Linked DNA regions of Muntiacus reevesi: region 1 is linked to region 2. The links are chromatin contacts, called in public Hi-C maps. All regions are on one chromosome and are shown on one strand. The core of a region is the stretch at or near the end of the contact, and the rest is flanking DNA. Distances in the headings are between cores, read along the strand shown. Region 1 holds the start of FBXO7 (F-box protein 7). Region 2 holds the start of PWP1 (PWP1 homolog, endonuclein).

Evidence for each region. A called contact is a pair of places that touch in the nucleus more often than the background predicts.
Region 1: a Hi-C map of blood shows a contact between it and region 2, with 3 times the contacts expected there. The contact joins the promoter of FBXO7 here to the promoter of PWP1 in region 2. A contact is called at or near these places in 2 of 3 Hi-C or Micro-C datasets (blood and muscle).

Annotation. Positions count from the first base shown.
Region 1 is chr1:16,858,885-16,862,931 of mMunRee1.1, forward strand. It overlaps FBXO7 (F-box protein 7), which reads left to right and starts at 1,628. Exons shown (of 9, transcript XM_065938529.1): 1 at 1,628-2,268. The coding sequence starts at 2,147.
Region 2 is chr1:16,693,985-16,698,004 of mMunRee1.1, forward strand. It overlaps PWP1 (PWP1 homolog, endonuclein), which reads left to right and starts at 2,766. Exons shown (of 15, transcript XM_065938477.1): 1 at 2,766-2,983. The coding sequence starts at 2,912.

The sequences.
Region 1 (4,047 bases), core at 378-2,877, 160 kb after region 2:
TTTCGTTGGTGTAAAATCATGCGGCACTTGGAGGTGGCAGCCATTCCCAAGCGGTTCCTGGCAGCGGTGATGGCGGCTTCCATCCAGGATGGGGTGGGGCGACTACCAGTCAAGATAGTTTCCTCCTCAGGCCAGTTCTTCAGTGTGGTTCTGAGCATCCTCCTAGAAGCTTAACCTGGAGTCACTTCTTCAGGCCATCCCAGAATCCCAAAACTATCCATTATCCTTTTCATTTGCTGCTTTTCTGTTTGGTCAGAGTCAGTCTCTATTGCTCAGAACTAAGAACTCTGATAGATGAAGCCTCCCTTGCTTAAAACTCTTCAAAGGCTTCCTATGCATTCTAGGATGTGTCCCAAATCCTTTGCTCAGCTTGAGGCTCTTCTTTATCTGGGATATACCTACTCTGTCCACACTGAGCTACTGTGTCCATTCTGGCCACATCAAGCCTGGTCCTGTCATCCCACTGTCTCAAGTCTAGAGGGATCCTGAGGTCACTGCAGCAACCAGAAAGAGCTCTGTGTACCCCAAACCACTTCCTCTCTCAATTGCATCGCTTGCCACTCAAGAACCTTCTGGGCCAACCACCCTTCCCTATGTACCCCAGTCCCCAGGATTGCTCTTATCTCTATCATAAACAAGACACTTTTTACGCTCTACCACAAAAGTTGATTCACTTCTCTGTAAGCTCTGCATGGGTAGGACCTTGTCTTCTCGGCACCTAGGATACTCTGGCACAACGGAGGTGATCAGTATATATCGAGTGAATGAAGGTCAGAATGTGGACAAGTGCTGCCACCTATTGGGAGAAACGTTATTGAACTTTTTTATGATTTGGAAAATGGCTATCTTTACAAGGATGAACGTGACAATACTCTTTTCCTCATCGTCATTATTGCCAGGCCCTCTGTGGTACGTAGACTCCCAAATGGACCCCAGTAATCCGTGTCTATTGGTATTCACGCCTTCGGGTTGATTCTCCCACAATGAAGTCTTGGTTGAACGAGTGAAGTGATGGTATGTGACTTCTGAGATGAGATCATAAAAGACACTGTGGCTTCTGCCTTGGCCTCTCTGGGGATCACTGGCTCTGAGGGAAGTGAGGGACACTCTGACATCGTGCCCTTGGGACACTCAAGCGGCCCAATGGGGAGGCCCATGGCGTGAAACACTAAGGTCTCAACAGAAAAAACCAAGGTCAACTGTCATGCGATCGAGATCCTCCAGCCCGAGTCAAAATTTCAGATAACTGCAGGTCAAGGCTGCTTGACCTACATCCTGACTGTAATCTCACGAAAGACCAAGACAGAACCAAACAGTCAAATTTTCGATCTACAGAACCTGTGTGAAAAATGTTTGTTGTCCTAAGCGGTTAAGCTTTGGGGTGATTATTAGGCAGCGACAGGTTGCCAATATACTCTCCGACATAGATCACCGGCTACAATGTTTTGTTTGTTTTTTAATAAATATTTATTTGGCCGCGCTGGGTCTGGGCCGCGTGTGGAATCTAGTTCCCTTACCATGGATTGAACCGGGCCCCCCGTTTTGGGAGCGCGGAATCTCAGCCACTGGCCACCAGGAAGTCCCTACAAATTGTTTTTAAGTTTGCTGTAACGTGGGAAACTATCAGAATCTGGGTTCAATCTAAGGTGCTGATGGGTGCGAATGGTGCTGGAGCCACGGAGGAAACGGAGTAAGAACCAGGACACCTGGCCTTGCGGAGCGGCGAGTAGTTTGATCTGCAGCATCCCTTTCCGCGTTAACGTTCTCTAGGAAAGGCGGGGACAAGTGACACCGCTGAACCAGCGCCGCCAGCGCGGCGCTCCGCGGCGGCCTCCACGCCTGCGCAGAACTCCTCGCGCGCTCTCAGGTGGCGCAGTTGCGCGCCGAGTCATCGATCGTGAGTTCCCGAGCGGCCTGGACCCGTGTGGGCCGCCAGCGGTCTGCTCGCCGGTGGGCTCCAGGGGGCGCCCTCAAGAGAAGGGGCGGAGCGCCCCTGTTTCAGAGACCAGCTCGGCGGGCTCCGCGGTCGGTTGGTTACACCTCCATAGCTACGGTAGTGGCCGCTGTAGGCGGGAGCTCCCCGGCCGCTCCGTAGTTACCGTCGCCGCCCCGGGAGTCCGGACCGCTGAGTCCTCTCGCGGCCGCCATGAAGCTGCGGGTCCGGCTTCAGAAGCGGACCTGGCCGCTGGAGATGCCAGAAGCCGAGCCGACTCTGGGGCAGCTGCGCGCGCACCTGAGCCAGGCCCTGCTGCCCACCTGGGGGTACAGGTAGGCGCCGCGGAGAGGCGGGGTGGGGGGTGGGGACGCGGCGCGGCGGGGAGGCGCGCCCAGTGGCGCGGGCCCGCCCCGGGCGGTCACGTGAGGCGGGGCGGCTAGCGGGCCTGGCGGGGCCCGCACCCCGGGACTGTGACGCGCGCGGGCCAGGCGGGGAGCGGGGACGAGGGCTGCAGCTCGCGGGGTCCCGGCTCCCGGAGGTCATGGCCCGGCGTCCCGAGGGTGAGCCTTCGCTTCCGTGTTTGCAGTAAACGAACCCAGGGAGAGGCTGAGATGCAAAATTCCCGAGTCTTTTGAGATGTGAGCTGGGAAATTACTGGTTTGGCTTAGGTTAAACCTCTTCAGGCTCCCAGGGATTTAAGTTCACCATCTGCAATTGTCGGAATATTTCAGTGAAAAACTTTGTAAAGTGCTGGAAGTTAAAAACCTGCTTCGTATCTCGTCTGGAGATACGAGGCCACCTGTAACCTGTACCCCTGCTTTCAGACTACCAGCCTGCAGTCCGCTTAAAACTCTGTTTTAAGTGTTTACCTGCCAGACGCCGCTGTGGGCACTTTGACTTCCCCGCTGGAAAGTTTTGCAAAGTGCAGCGTGTCGGTCTGTTTCAAATAATATTATTTTCCTGGGCAAGATGTTGCCTTTTTTTTTTTTTTTTTTTTTTTTAAGGCAAACTATGGTAAACGTTGGCCTTATGATGACCCCGGAGAGCTTGCCGTTTGGGGACAGTGACTTTGAGAAATAACGGATCGAATTCTGTTATTTATGGGGTTGCAGATGAGGCTATCCTGGGTATCCTGGAGACCATAACCTGGAAGTAGAGGGACAAAAGTGAGGGTGGTCCTCTTCAAATACTGAGCTAGCGAATTTGGAATTTGAGTGTGCTGAGAAAAAATACAAAAGGTGTTCACTGGACTTTTTAGGTGAATTCTTCAAAAGAAAACCTGCTAACTGGCTCCTTTCGTAAGACTTTCATAAACTTACATTTTATTTTTAGGAAATTCCGTAAAATGAGGTTTTATTATGAACTCACCCTTTCATTTTTCAGTTTAGGACATTACATCCGAAGTAAGCCTTTTTTCCCTCCAAATTAAAAACATAAATACAGAAAATGGGATACTGACAAAATTCCTTTTAAGTGTTACAATAATTGTCCGACACATCTATTGTTTTTTCTTGATGTTAAGCCTCAGTGTTTTGCATGCTGGTATCATTACCACACCACAAATTATCAAAATTAACTTCTCTTTTAAAAATAGCTTGTATACATGTATACATATTACTTTTTAATTAGGTGGGACAATCTGGAAAGGATGTGAAACCCAATATGACTAGCTTTGTTTACTCAAGAGCCCAAGTTAGTTTCTCTTTCAAGTTTGTTTTTACAGTTGAGGCTGGTTAACCGGAAGGAATGTAAGCTTCAGCTTGTGAAAGTGAATTCATTCTTCTGATAGTATGTTCATTTTATAATAAATGGGCAGTTTAAAAATGTGTCCATAAGACCTTATTACTTTTAAAGTGTCCTTGCTGAGCAAGTGGATCTGAGATTGCCATAAAATAATTCTCAAAGGCCTGGAGTTTGTAGGATGGCAATTCCTGATGAAGTTCATTTTTTTTCCCCCACAGTGTCAGAAAACAGGATTGTTTTTTAACCCTTCTCCTCGAAAACCATATGTTACTTTAGAAGTACATCTTTTACTAAAGGGGAGGGGAGGCCGACATTTTATTAAGCAGACAATTCTTTACTTTTTTAAATGAATCAATATTTGAACGAAC
Region 2 (4,020 bases), core at 1,516-4,015:
CAGCTCATGTGCTCTGGTCTAAATATAGCCCAGGTTCTTGCCTGTTTCCATAATTATTGCTGCATTTTAAAATGACCTCAAAGCTTAGTGGTTGGGTACTGAATGCCACTGAACTGTACACTTAAACATGGTTAAAATGGTAAATTTTATAGTACATTTAACCACAATAAAGAATTATGGAAGGATTTTTTAAAAAAGGGTTTGAAACACCCATTTAACTATGCTCACAGATTCAGGGGAGAGGGGTCAGACTCGGGGGCAAGGCACAGTGGGAAGGGCTCATCTCTGCTCCACAGGGCCGGGGTCTCAGGTGGGAAAACTCAAAGGCTGAGAGGAGGGGTTAGTGTCCGTGTTCTGGAACCATGTGAAGGCTCTTTCATTTATGTTCTGGCTTGACTCAAAAACCAGGACTGTCTACTGGGGCACCCACGTGTGGCCTCTCCTTGTGGTTTGGATTCCTCAAAACATAGTGGCCTCAGGGTAGTCAGACTTTGTATATGGCAGCTCAGAACTCCAAACATAAGTGTCTCATGGGGGGAGAAAAGGCAGAACTTGCATCCTATTTATGACCTAGGCTTGGAACGTCTGACATGCTAAATATTGGTAAAAGCAGTCATAAGCCTATCCAAATTCAAGGCTGATGTGGGTAGAGTTAGACCCCAGGTTTTGACCGGGGAGCATCAAGAACACATAGTGGAAAAACACGTCTGAAGGAAGATATTGTTGCAGTCATTTCTGAAAAATGCAGCCTGTCATACCACCTTTAAAAATGGGCCCAAAGCAGGGCACTTCCCTGGAGATCCAGCAGCTAAGACTCTGTGCTCCCAAAGCAGGAAGCCTGGGTTCGATCCCTGGTCAGTGAAGTTGATCCCACATTCTGCAACTAAGTGTGTGAATGCAACTAAAGATCCCACATGTCGCAACTAGGAGCTGGTGCGGCCAAATAAGTAAATAAATATAAATAAAAGGTTTTTTAAAAATAAAATGGGCCAAAAGCAAAGAAGCTACAGAGGAATTGCTTTAGAGAAACAGTCCTGGAAGAGATGAACACATACTCCGCCTACCCTAGGGATTAGCAGTTCATGCCTGAGAGGATCCCTCCCCAGGCTGGGCAAGTTCCAAGGGGGTCCTGCTGAGTGTACAGAGTTGCTGGTGTCTAGTTGTAGTTCTGCCAGTCCCTAACTGAGTGTGATCTCATGGTAGTAAGGCTTTTCACTGCTGAATTTCCTCACCTTTAAAATAGAGGGGGAGTTCCCTGTTGGCTTAGGGGTTAGGATTCGGGGCTTTCACTCCTGCAGCCGGGGTTCAATCCCTGGTCAGGGAACTGAGATGCTGCAAGGCGCATGGTGCGGCCAAAATATTGGAAAAAATTAAATGGAGGTAATTTTTCATCATGTTTCATCAATATTGTTGCAAAACCAAGCAAACTATTGTATGTAAGGAAAATGGGTTGCAAACTGCCCACAAATTGACCCCATATGTGGACAGCCCATTCTGACAATAAAACTGGGACAGAGCATATGCTGCCGGTTTTCTTTGCCACCACTCTCTCCATAACAACCACCCTCCTGTTTTGCTTGCCAGTCTCAGATGTAGGGAAGAGAGATGAAGGTCAGAGAGGGCAATTGACCAAGACAGGGTCACAGAGCCCAAGAAAATCAGCTCTTGAAAATATCTAACCACCTGATGACCTGTCCTACCAGTTTTTCCCCAGCACAAAGAGCCTCATTTCTGCTCCCCACCCTGAACTAGTTTCACAGGGTATTGAAAGGTCAGCAGCTACAGAAGTCCATCATGATTTAATTTTTGTAGAGATAGGTGGCAAGTGTCTATAGTGTCTGAAAGTGTTAGTTGGTCAGTCGTGTCCGACTCTCTGAAACCCCATGGACTGTAGCCCACCAGGCTCCTCTGTCCATGGGATTCTCCAGGCAAGAATACTGGAGTGGATTGCCATTTCCTCCTCCAGGGGATCTTCCCAACCCAGGGATCAGACCCAGGTCTCCCGCATTGTAGGCAAATTCTTTACTATCTGAGCCACCAGGGAAGCAAATGCCCATGGTAAGTGCCAATTTGTAGTTGACAGTATCCTAGCTACTTGCTAGCTGTGTGGCCTTGGGAAACATTATATTCCCGCATATGTAAAATGGGAGTAAGATCTCCCACAAAGGGTTAAGAAGTTACCAAGTTTACATACGGCACTTAAAACGGTGCCTCTTGTATATATCAAGCACTTTGTGTTTGCTGCTGCTACAACCACTACCTTGTACTTAGTATATAAGTAACATGCAAGAATGTAATGAAATGTAATGGCTAAACTATCTCCGTGAAATGATAATTCATTCGGGGGAATTCCCTGGTCATCCAGTGTAAGGCTGGGGCTTTCACTGCTCTGCCGAACTTGGGGAACTAAGATCCCACAAGCCCGCCCAGCCAGAGAAGGAAAAGAAAAAAAAAAGTTCATTTTGGAGAAATCTTTTAAAAACAAACCTAAAACCTCTACCATTGTCAGCTCTAAGAACATGGAGGCAAAATCAAGGTTGGTGTAAATTTGGCTCTGACCTTTACAGTTCCAATTTCATTTATTTATTCATTACTCCCACGAAGCCCGCAGACATCGTCATGGATGTCTTCTAAAACCCATTCACACCACCGTACATAGCAGCCTAGCCCTCGTGGACTCCTGACCCGGCTGCCTTGGAGACCAACTCTTTCCCCACCCCTTACCCGTTCGGCGCTTTCGAATGACGTCAGAAGCGGGCGACAACCCCTAAGGAACTGGTGGCCAGCGCCTGCGCTCTGCCCCAAGCTGCGGCCGGGAACCCTTCTCGGAGCGTGCTGGCCGAAGGGCGGCGGGGGATTCCAGACCCACCGGGGCAGGTCAGCAGCGTGAGGCGTCGCTGCGCCAAGGACCATGAACCGCAGCCGCCAGGTGACGTGCGTGGCCTGGGTCCGCTGCGGCGTGGCCAAAGAGACGCCAGACAAGGTGAGGCCTGGTCGCTCCGAGGTATAGGGGGAGCGGCCTCTCTGCAGCATCCTGGGTCAGCGCCGCCTGGGAACCTGGACCCGGAACGCGCGGCCCTGGCGCCGCTGGTGGGACTGCCGGGGTTGGGGCCGGCTGTGGCCTCTTTGCCGTGGCCAGGGCTGTGGCTCCGAGGGTCTGGGACTCCTGGCCCCTTGGGCCCCGCCCCCTCGCCGTCCCTTCCCCCGCGATTCGCACGCACGTGGACCTCGTGGGCTGGAAGGAGGCGGGACGGTGCTTGCTGAGAACTTCCCGCGAGCCCTCTTGACCAACGCCACATAGTCTCCCATCACCCTAGTGCGTTTTCAGGCAAACCGGGAAGAGGGGGCACATATCTCCGCCCGGCGTTTAGAGGAATGAACTGGATGAAAACCATGGTGTAGAAAAACTGATGTGGAGACTACGGTGTTGTGAGCCCGAGAGTTGAATTAGGAGTTTCTCGCAGTAGTGCAAATAAAATGTTGATGAGGCCTTGGGGGTGGGGGGGTAGAGGTAAACGGTGACACGTTATGAAGGGGAAAAGCCTACAGGAGAGACTGAGTCTGCAGCCGAGGAAATTACCTAAGTTATTCAACAGATATTTAACGAAGTGCTTTCTCTATTCCCAGCATTGTTCGGGGTCCTGGGATAGGCATGAGCAAAACAGGAAAAGTCCCTGCCTTTATGGAGTTGACATGTGCATATATAATTCTTTGTCAGTGGGAATAAATGTTAATTAAAAAAACGGGCGGGGTAGTTTTTGTTTCAGGTTATTGAGCCAGTTCCACCAGGACATAGACTGTTTTATTCTCCAGTTTCCCTAGCATTTGGCATACGGTAGGCATTCACTTGGCGCTGATGGTAAAGAACCCACCTGCCAATGCAGGAGACAGAAGAGAGGCGGGTTCTATCCCTGGGTAGGGAAGATCCCCCTGGAGGAGGGCATGGCAACCCACTCCAGTGTTTTTGCCTAGAGAATCCCTAGGAGGCTGGCAGAGGACAGTCCATCTGATTGCAAAGAG